Linked DNA regions of Mus musculus: all the other regions are linked to region 3. Evidence: chromatin contacts called from public promoter capture Hi-C data. All regions are on one chromosome and are shown on one strand. Each heading gives the region's core, a stretch centred on a gene start, on an enhancer-like site or on the middle of the called end of the contact. The rest is flanking DNA. Distances are from core to core; before and after follow the strand shown.

What was found. Capture Hi-C pulls out chosen DNA fragments and counts their contacts.
Region 1: a contact with region 3 is called in a promoter capture Hi-C map of liver, with 5 times the contacts expected there. The contact joins the promoter of Chek1 here to the promoter of 4933422A05Rik in region 3. A contact is called at or near these places in 5 of 39 promoter capture datasets (cranial neural crest, frontonasal cranial neural crest, hippocampal neurons and 2 more), 13 of 484 Hi-C or Micro-C datasets (the Ba/F3 cell line, CD4 T cells, CD8 T cells and 8 more), 7 of 115 datasets of contacts at active chromatin or transcription factors (the 230-238 cell line, astrocytes, differentiating embryonic stem cells and 3 more) and 3 of 9 other capture datasets (adipose tissue, liver and macrophages).
Region 2: a promoter capture Hi-C map of liver shows a contact between it and region 3, with 3 times the contacts expected there. The contact joins the promoter of Slc37a2 here to the promoter of 4933422A05Rik in region 3. A contact is called at or near these places in 2 of 39 promoter capture datasets (cranial neural crest and pre-B cells), 1 of 115 datasets of contacts at active chromatin or transcription factors (astrocytes) and 1 of 9 other capture datasets (liver).

The regions. Positions count from the first base shown.
Region 1 is chr9:36,725,232-36,728,547 of GRCm38.p6, reverse strand. It overlaps Chek1 (checkpoint kinase 1), which reads left to right and starts at 1,890. Exons shown (of 13, transcript NM_007691.5): 1 at 1,890-1,985; 2 at 2,670-2,751. The coding sequence starts at 2,687.
Region 2 is chr9:37,253,851-37,257,400 of GRCm38.p6, reverse strand. Slc37a2 (solute carrier family 37 (glycerol-3-phosphate transporter), member 2) reads left to right here and starts at 1,663. Exons shown (of 19, transcript NM_001145960.1): 1 at 1,663-2,102. The coding sequence starts at 2,044.
Region 3 is chr9:35,278,941-35,282,437 of GRCm38.p6, reverse strand. 4933422A05Rik (RIKEN cDNA 4933422A05 gene) reads right to left here and starts at 1,333. Exons shown (of 5, transcript NR_040715.1): 1 at 1,232-1,333. It also overlaps the pseudogene Gm5614.

The DNA.
Region 1 (3,316 bases), core at 641-3,140, 1.4 Mb before region 3:
AGGCAAGTGTTATGCCTCGTTTCACTACTATTCCTTCCTAACTAATTTTAGGGAGTTTTATCATGAGTCCTCCTACTCCCCACCTCTCTTCACTTTCAGTTACTCCTCTGTGTCTGAACAGTTTTCTTTTAATCGATTCAGACACATTAGGTGTTTTGAGACAGTATTTAATTTATTCCAGGTTATCTTTGAGCTTTCTATATAACCAATGTGAACCTGAACTGGTCTTCCTACATTCACCTCCCTGTTGTTGGTATAGGTGTACACACAAACACATAAACACACACACACACACACACACACACACACACACATATACACACTCTTCTCCAAGTCAGAACTCTGATACTGTGTCTTTTCCAGGAAATAAGACATTGATTCCATTTAAGACTAGAGGAACCTAGATTCCATTTAAGAGCACTTGGGAGGCAGAGGCAGGTGAATTTCTGAGTTCGAGGCCAGCCGGTCTACAGAGTGAGTTCCAGGACAGCCAGGGCTACACAGAGAAACCCTGTCTCAAAAAACCAAAAAAAAAAAAAAAAAAAAAAGACTAAATCAACCTCTTGTAGATTTCAGAATATACACAGGAAATCACAAAGAAATGGAAATAATCTAATAGCTTGTTTTTAATTACACGAACCCTAAACTGATAACATGGTTTAAGTTTAAACATTTCCAGGTTAGATTTCATGGAGTTGGAGATGTAGCTCAGAGGCAATGCACTTGACTAGCCAGCACATGGTTTCATTGTTTCCTTATTTTTTGTATCCAAGTCCCTTTTCTTAGAATTGACATTTCTCTATTATGAGACTTTTGTATGCTTGGCAGGCATTCTACCATTATGCCATAAGTCTAGCCTAGTTAAGGAATATTGATTGTGCTCCCCAACCCACCTCCTTTTTTTTTTTTAGATAAGATCACACACACTCACACACCCTTGGCTCAGGCTGACCAACCTGAATCACTTTCCCTGGCTCAACCTCCCTAGACTGAGGTTATAGATGAGTCACCATTAAGTCTACTTTGCTGTTTGTTTTTTCTTGAAAGCGAGCATCTTGGTTGGGTATCTCCTGCTTTATCTCTATAGTGTGGTGGGCCACCGTGCTTGTTTAAGAAAGCTAGTACAGGCAAATAGTCGTGTGTCCCCCCCCCCCCAAAAAAAAAAAAAAGATTTAACTGGTTCTGGAGCCTCCTGTTCAGGCAATATTGGTGACTCTCACTGCACTTTCCCCTCACACATCCGCGGCGATGTGGTTTTTTTTCCCCTTCGTTTTTTTTTTTTTTTTTTTGGTAAGACTAACCCTGTATAACTCGGATTGCCTTGAACTCAAGATCTTCTTGCTTACGCTTCCCAAGTTCTAGGTCTACAAGCATGCACCACCACACTTGCTTTCCTTCGTTTTTTTTTTTTTTTTTTTTCAGAATTCCAGCAGCAGTTGCTAGCTTCTCAATTCGAATACTAAGGGGGGCACAATTGAGTTTACAGAGCACTCTGTGTCGCTTAGTTTGAGCCTTCCTCCCTGGGGCTCCGAGGTCAAGAGCAGGTCGGTTTACGTACTTAACGGTGCAGCCTTTGCAGGCTCTGAGTGGCAGGGAACCTGGGTTCTTGGCCCAACTGGTGGCGCAGTCTGGATGGAGGCTTCGGTGCCTCTGTGGAGCAACGTAAGGCGTGGCACACGCCCCGTGCCATTTCCATTTCATTCGGACTCAGAGATCAGTTCTCACCAAAGCAGTCGTCAATACCAAATCTGGTCAGCTTGTGTCTTAACTACGGCCACATCAGAATTTCAGCCAGTATTAGAAGGAAGGGTCCTTGCGCGGTCGGTCTACTGAAGTCGCTCCTCTGCAGAGCCTGGGATAGGACAACGCGCGCCGGCCCGCTTTACGGCAGAGGTGTGCGCTTTTGCGACAGCATGACGCAAGCAGGTTTTGGCGGGAAAAGCTGTGCATTTGGATTCCTGTGGCAGCTGGCAAAGGACTGCTTGGTGAGAAGGGCGTCCTGAACAGTGGGAAAGAACTCCAGCAAAGGACCCAGAGGGCTTGTTTAGTGTGGACGGGCGCGGGGAGGGAGTGGTCCAGACTAGCAGAGAGGTGGGAGGGCCGCCCGGAGCCCGGGCTGGAGCGGGTGGCCCGTGGCTCTCCAGCATAAAGGGACCAGAGCGATTGTAAGGCTCCGGGGTTCGCATGCTTTCCCGGCTCTAGGGGTCCCTGCCTCCCGCTTCTCTCCGCGGCTTGGCCCCGCCCTGTTCCCTCCCGGTGCTGGGGACACGTGCCGTTGGGGTGGGAATTGGAAGTGAGCGGGTGGGAGGAGGGGCTGCTCTGGCAGTAATTACCGTAGTTACACCCAGCTGCTCCCCACCCCCGCACCCTGACCTGCCCGCAACTCCCTTTCCGGATCATTCACCCGAAAGCTCTTGTCTTGCAACCCTGGAGCCAAGCAAGTGCTCAGTTTTGCATAAAGGCGGACGGAGGACAAACGTGGAAACAGGATTTGTGATAAACAGGACAAAATGTTCAAGTTCAGTATTATGACGTGGGTAAATATGGTTCAGATGTAAGATGAAAAGAAAGTCGTGCGGAATCATAGCAGGAGACATGGCTCAGTGGCATTACAGGTGATGAGAGTTTACACTCATCCCCAGTATTTTCTGGGATCCTGCATTTTACAGTCGCTGTGCTTGGAGTCATGGCAGTGCCTTTTGTGGAAGACTGGGATTTGGTGCAAACTTTGGGAGAAGGTGCCTATGGAGAGTAAGTTTGAGTCCTCATTTTAATTTTTTATTGCAGTGTGTGTCTGTCTGTCTGTCTGTCTGTCTGTCGTGCTATGGTGCGTGCACCTGTGGAGGTCAGAAGACAACTTGCAGGAGCTGGTTCTGTTGAAGGTTTGGAGGGATCATTAGGCCTGACAGCAAGAGGCTTAACCTGCCTGGCCATTACCATGGTCTTCCTAATTTAAATATTACCTGTTTGTTTGCTTTAGTTTTCCACCTGTTGTCTGAGTACACACTTTAAAAAAAGTCCTTTATTTCAAGTGGCAAAGAGCATGGATATTCGCATTTGTACATCAAGGCTCTGAGTGAGTGAAGCACATCCACACCTGTTCCTCCTCTTTTGTGATGGTAGACATTGAACCTAGTGCATCACTCATGCTGGGCTTATGCTCTGCCATGAGCTACATTTCTAGGCCTGTAAAACACCAAATTTCTTCTTACATTTGTTTTTGTTCAGATCAAAATCTTGTTAAATTGCCTAGGTTGGCCTTGAACTTGTACACTGTAGCCTCCCAGGTAGGTATGACAAGCCTGTGCTTGACGGT
Region 2 (3,550 bases), core at 414-2,913, 2.0 Mb before region 3:
TCAGAGCACTTAGAGTAAGAGCTTATGAGCACCGTACAGTTCCAGCACTCAGCAGATGCAACTATGGAAGATACCAGCACACCTCTAGAAAAGCATGTGAAACAAACAGTGTGACTATCTTTCAAGTGGAGAGACAGCTGTCTTCCACTGCTGAAGTCTAGCTAGCACCACAGAAGCGCTGGCAATAGTCTCTCCATTCTTCCACTGATGTCTACTTACTGAATAACCTCGCATGGCTGCAGCTTCCTTGGTTCATTTGTATGGCAACCAGATCCTTCTCTTAGTCCTCTAGAAATCAGTAGCTGCCATTCTGAGGATGCCAGCTCACTCTGTGTGTCTTCTGTTTAATCAGGAGTGTTTGCCACCTGGGTTTGAAGTGCCCAGGGCAGATGAGAGCTTAAAGTCATGTTACCTATTTTGATACCCATGTATGCCCCACTTCACTAAATGGTAAAAAAGGGATGTGGAGTTTATTTATTTAGTGTGTGTATGTATGTCTATTTTATTTGGTACATTTGCCTGTGTATGCACATATGATGGCCAGAATAGGACCCTGAGTGTCTTCTGTCATTCTCCATTATTGTCTTACAACAGGGTTTCTTACTGAATAACAGACACTCGGTTTGGGGGGCTGGCTGGCTGGCCAGTGAGGCTTTCAAGCTCTACTTGTCTTCCTCTCCTAGTGCTGAGGTCAGTGGCCTGGGCAGCCATGCCTGCTTTTTTATGTGCATGCTGGAGATTCAAACTCCGGTTCTCATGCTTGCACAGGAAGTGCTCTTACTGAGCCATCTCCCTAGACCCTGTACTTAGGGATTTCACTGAATTGTACTACATGATACTCTTGGTTTCCAGCATTTTACACGACATGGCATTTGTGCCTCCTGCCTATTGCCTTCTCCTTCCTCTAATCCTTTACCCCTGCCCTTGACTTGTTGCCTTTATTTCTGGCACTAGACCCATACTCCCAACTGCTGGTATTATCCAAGGGTTTTATAACTCTGCTTACCCTTTTTCTGCTTGATACCAGGGCTGACAAGCCAAGCCCATTATCCTGAGTCCACTGTTTGGTGGAGTTGTTACTGCACCTCCTTGACCTTGCTCTGAATACTGGACACTCCTAAGAGTTAGGAGTGGGTGGGGTAAGGGCTAAACCCATTCCTATTTTATGTACTATTAAAAAGTTTACTTTTGAGGCGAATACTTTCCCTTTCCACCCTCAGTATTTTGCCCTTGGTTTCGTACACAAGAATCTCGTCGCAGCTTCTTTTTATAGGTGGAAATTTACTCTGAATCTTTAAGCTAGAGGCAGTCATTTTTATGAGCACGGAAGACCCTTGTAGCTCTTCACTGCCACCTGGCTGCGTGCCTGGAAAGTGGAGATTGGAGTATTGGCAACATAGTTAGTTACTGGCTAGTGGAGCTTTAGGAAAGCTCCAGCAGACTCAGTGAACTCAGATTCGTCTGAGCAAGCAGAACCAGAACCTGAGAGGTGGGTTTGGGGATCATTTTCCTCCCTGAGACACTTCCAGGGCTCCCAAAGAGAGCCCGCAGATCATGAGTCAGCGCGGTGGTCCCACTGCGTTCACTTACACAGAGCACCGGATTTGCTTTGTGTCAGGGCACAGAACTGCTCAAGACAGGTAGCACTGCAGGAAACCCAACGTCACACAGAGTTGATGACTTGTAGGACTGCTGTTTTCAGTTCCCCATCCCCTCGTGGGTAGTGAAATGGAAAAGCCCAGACAAGAAAGAGGAGCCCCAGGAAACTCAAGACTGCTGGTTTCTGACTAGGAGAGAAAGTTCGAGAAAACAGATGGCAGTACATAGAAAACAGTGGCTAGTGAGCACAGAGGGATAGCTAGGACTTGCACTCGGCGCGACCTAGAGGGCAGGCCGGTCATGTTCAAGGGGCGGAGGCTCTGGCCATGGGCCTGCCTGGGGCGGGCCAGTCGGCGGGGCATTTAAATCGCTGCCGCCGCTGGCCGGGACGCGCGCCGGCTCTGCACCCTCCATAGTCTCAGCTTCGAGTGCCGGCGCCTCAAGATGCGGTCCTCCCTGGCTCCTGGTGTCTGGTTCCTTCGCGCCTTCTCTAGGGACAGCTGGTGAGCAGGGCTGGGGAGGGAGGCTGCCAAGACGCGCAGAGACTTGCTCGGGCGGCGGATGTTTCTGCTTGTCCCTGGAGTGGGGGATGGGGTTCTAGTTCTATCTGGCAGGGCTCCTTCGGTGGCGCAGGCGTGGAAGTTTAGTAACACAGAACTATTAATTCCACATTAGCCCAGACTTCTGTCTAACCCCGGTGAAGAACAAACAGGGTGCCTAGGAGTCTTCATCCTTTTTGGTTTGCCACCCCGTATCTGCAAACACAAGCGCACAAGCGGGTACCTGTGGAGTGCCTCCAAGTCTTATCTGTGTATTTGGAGGATCCGGATTTGCCTTTGAGGAACCCAGGCCAAGAACTGGTAGAATATAAATGGAGCCAGAGAGCTTAAGGCCCCTATTGATTAGATTAGTTAACAAGCCAGAAATCACTGGTTCTATTAAGCCTGTCTGACCCTTCCAGTCTCAGGGATACCTAGCTAGGGCAAGATCTCTGGGATCAGAGCTGCAGCTGCTCCAACACTGGGTGGTCACCCTTAAAAGCATGAGCTGGCATTGACAGCAGCTGCTCCCAGGACCACAAGGTCACCCTTGTGCTGGGAGAAGAGGTTTTAGCCAATCTCCATTGAGCTTTTGGAGCAGTGTACTTGGTCTGCAAGAGGTGGGGAAGGAAGAGTGTTAAAACATTTTGTTAGTTACCGTCATTTATAAACTATAAAACTTAACAAAATAGCCAGTTGCTGGCTTCTAAAAAAAACAAAACAAAAACAAAACAGATGACACAGCAATCTCAAATCTAAATTCTCAAACTAAACTAAGGGTCAGATTGGGCAGATACTTAGTCATCAATTTGGCCTGGTTTTAAAATAAGTCATTTTGTTTCAAGGTCTCTCAGGCTAATAATCATCTAAAACATTCTTTAGATGGTTTATGTGGTCCTTTCTACATTTGGAACTATTAAACAGTTTTATGTTTTCAGAAAGAGAGAAAATGTCTCTCAAAAGGAGATGAACACGAGAGTGAGAGCGTGTACTGCCCTCATAATGAAGGAGCTAGAAGATGTCATAATTGGGTAGAAAGAGAATTCAAGGGGAGGGGAGAGTTGCCGTAAGGTGGATGTGGATGGTAGCGATGGGCGCACAGTACACTTGCTGTCCCTGACTTTAGCTGCCCTGACTTTACATTTAAAGGTGGTTGAGATGATAAGGTTTTGTGCTATGTATATTTTACCACAATTTTAAAAAGCATAATATAAATAAGCTCATTTATACATTAAGACTCTTGAAGCTGTCTCACTAGTGGACATATTTTATATGACTTATCAATTAGCTGCAACTTCAGAGACTAAAATTGCTCAATGTCAAGAAAAACTAAAATCAGGATAAATGACAGACTAGAGTCAGATAATCTGGAAAGTTTTCTCTCTGTAAAACATCCTTTTCTTTGTAGACTC
Region 3 (3,497 bases), core at 84-2,583:
TCCCTCTTTACCCCATACATGGAAATGAGCTCAAAAGGTCTGGGAGACTTACAAGTGCTGATGGTAGACAGTCTCAAAGCTTTAAGGACAAGTATCTATGGTTTGTGTTAGTTAGTAGTTGCTGAGAAAAAGAAGAGTTGACAAAATAAACTCATCCACACAGGAACACCTTCATATTACAAGGTGTGGTGGTTTGAAGATGCTTGGCCCAGGGAGTGGCAGCCACTATTAGGCATGGCCTTGTTGGAGGAAGTGTAGGGGTGGGCTTTGAGACCCTCATCCTTGCTGCTTGGAAGACAATCTGATGCTTTCTAGGAGTGGTGGATCTGAAGGAGAAGGGAGGTGGGATGGAGGGACTGGGAGGAGAAGAGGAAGGGGAAACTATGGCTGAGATGTTATATATGAGAGAAGAGTAAGAAAAAAGGATATGAGAGTGGAAAGACAGAACTGTTGGGAGTGAGAAGTAAATAAAAGAAGGGGATGCTGGGAGAACATGATCAAAATATCTTACATTCATGTATGAAATGAATAAATTTAAAATATTGTAAAATAAAAGAAAGGATGAAGCTTCCTGTCCCGGCCGCCATCGGAGAGCAGCAGCCATGGCTCTGTGCTACCCCATGGCCGTGGGCCTCAACAAGGGCCACAAGGTGACAAAAAATGTCAGTAAGCCGAGACACAGCCGGCGACGTGGGCGCCCCACCATACACACCAAGTTCGTGCAGGACATGATCCGGGAGGTGTGCGGCTTCGCGCCCTACAAGCGGCGAGCCATGGAGTTGCTCAAAGTGTCCAAGGACAAGCGCGCACTCAAGTTCATCAAGAAGAGAGTGGGCACGCACATCCGCGCCAAGAGAAAGCGGGAGGAGCTGAGCAACGTGCTGGCAGCCATGAGGAAGTTGGCGGCCAAGAAGAATTGATGAGCCCTCCCCCAATAAAAGATGGTTCCTACAAAAAAAAAAAAAAAAAAAAGATGAAAAGGGGGAAAGCAGGGCTGAAGAGATGGCTCGGTGATTAAGAGTACTGATTGTTGTTCCAGAGGTCCTGAGTTCAATTCCCAGAAACCATAGGGTGGCTCACTACCATCTATAATCATTGCTGGTGAGAATATATATTAGTGCATTCAGAGTGGAAATCAAATCAACATGGATGTTCCTCAAAAAAAAAAAAAAAAATAGGGTGCTGGAAAGATACCCAAGGGTTAAGAGCATTAGCTGTCCTTCTACATGACCTAGGTTCAATTCCAGTCTGCATGTGAGAGACCAAATCGTTTGGGTTCAGACTCCATCTTAGAAAACCTAACCTAAGGTTGAACGTGAGTTATTAACCAACTGGCACCTAGCACCAGTTTCCAGGTTACCAGATTCCAACCCCACCCCCACCCCCTTCCACAAGACCTGTGCCTAGTACCAGTTTCCAAGTTATTCCCCAACAAATCTGTTTCTCCAGATTAAAAGCCTGCCCCTAACAAACACCTCACTTCTTAGCAACCACCAAACAGGAAGAAAACAGAAGTTAAGTTTATGATTTGGTTCCCAGTACCAGCCAATTATGTTAAAGGTTATAATGGCTCCCCAGTCAGATAGTCCCTTCTTGCTTCTATCATGCTTGCCTAAAACTAGGCTCAGGGCTCCACCTTCCTACTGTGCAAGGGATGCCTGGGAGCCCAAGCTCCAGCTTGAATAAGGAGACGCTAATGCAACTGCATTGGATTCAGCTCCTTGGTGATCTTTCGGGGGTTCACAAATGTTTCCTGGCATACATAACACATGATGTGAGAGAGCTATAGCGGAGCTTCAAGAGCATCATGCCCATGGCAGAGACACATGGGGATCTAGAGCTCAGAGAAACCAAGGAAAAAGACCAACTGTCATCAGCACACAGGAGGAGGGTGCCAAGCTCACCTGGATCTGCAGGTGAAAGTGGAGCTCAGCAGGGTGTCTGCCCAGAACCCTTCTAAAAGCCTGGATGTCAATCAAATGAGAAGGCATAGAAGGAGCTCTTGAAGCCCTGAGCAGGAGACCCAGTTATCAGATGTAAAGACACATGTAGTTTGAAGGCTGAAAATGGATTTGTGGGCTTAGGTAGAACATTCCCAGGCTGAAAAAAATCCCACATACCCAAGAGGCAAGTTACTGCTCTCAGAGTGGGCTTCGGGTGAGCCACCTGCCCCTCCAGACTCTGCAGTACTTCTCAGAGGCACAGATACATATCTCATAGAAGGCTAACAACAAAGCTGTACTTGGGCAGCTTTTTGGCATTTCCCATCACAAGTTCTCATTTTTAAATTATGTGCATGTATGACTTTAAGGGGGAAGAAAAGAGGGGGACACCATCTTCACACACTAGTTACATGATGTAACTGCTGTTGATCAACATTCTAACCCGGTGAAGTTCATGTTAGGCATGGCACAGGTTCCTCCAGTTTCTCAAACCATGCTAACAGATCCTCTTACTGTATCTGTGACAATTACAGATGTCACCTTATACAGCAAGACCCACTGCTTAAGCAGGCCAACCCAGCAAGGATCTGATAAATATTTAAACCCTTTCTAAGGTATAAGAGAACACAGAAAAGGGACTTCGTTGTTTTCCCTGCCTCAAACACTGCTGTGAAGAGAAGCTCCAACAGGGAAGTCCAGTTCTCTCTAGAAGATAGGCACAGCCTTGGTATGCCCTACATCCAGGCTGGCCTTTGGGCTGCTGCCTGGCTCCTGGGAGGTAGCAGTGCCTGAGAGTTCTCCAAGCACCTACCAGGTCATGGCCCACCCCATTGGCCATTTGGGTTTCTGAATCAAAGCCAATTAGTGGTATTTTCTAGGTGTCAAATTCTTGTCCCTGTGTCTTTCAATTTGAATCAATCGAGCCTCGGATAACCCTCATTGGCTACCATACTGACACTGTGCAAAGCTTGTCCCTGTATCTTGAGAAGCACAGATAATGGCAAACAAACAACGTGTGTAGCCTGCTGCCAAACTCAGACACCATGATTTTAGATGATCAAGTGTTGCTAAACCTTTTCCTCTTTGCCGATAGGAAACGTGTCTAATGAGCTGAAGACAGGGGCAAGAAAGATTTATTCAGATTGCCAGCCAAAGGAGATGATGCCAGGCTGTCTCCAATAAAGATCATCTTAGCTTATTATGGTTTGAGCCCTTTCATCCCTAAGCAAGGGGCAAGAACTGGAGCTTATGTTGAGAAACTTCTAGCTGCCACTTCAGGGATCTCCAATGGGACTATCCTGACAGTTGCTATGCAGGTAGCCATAAATATGTACTGCCTCCATAAATACTAAAAACATCATAGCGACTCTTATTTTGGATAGAAGCAATCCATTGGCCTTAGAAGCCAAAACTTTCCTGCCAGCCATTCAAGATAGAAAGAGAAAAGTTTCAGACTCCCAGTCCTGGACAAACATTTTCTTAAGTGATGGGCATGTCTGCATGCTGAGCTGAGCTGAGCAGACATCTGGCCCCAAAAGCAAGCAGATTCACTAT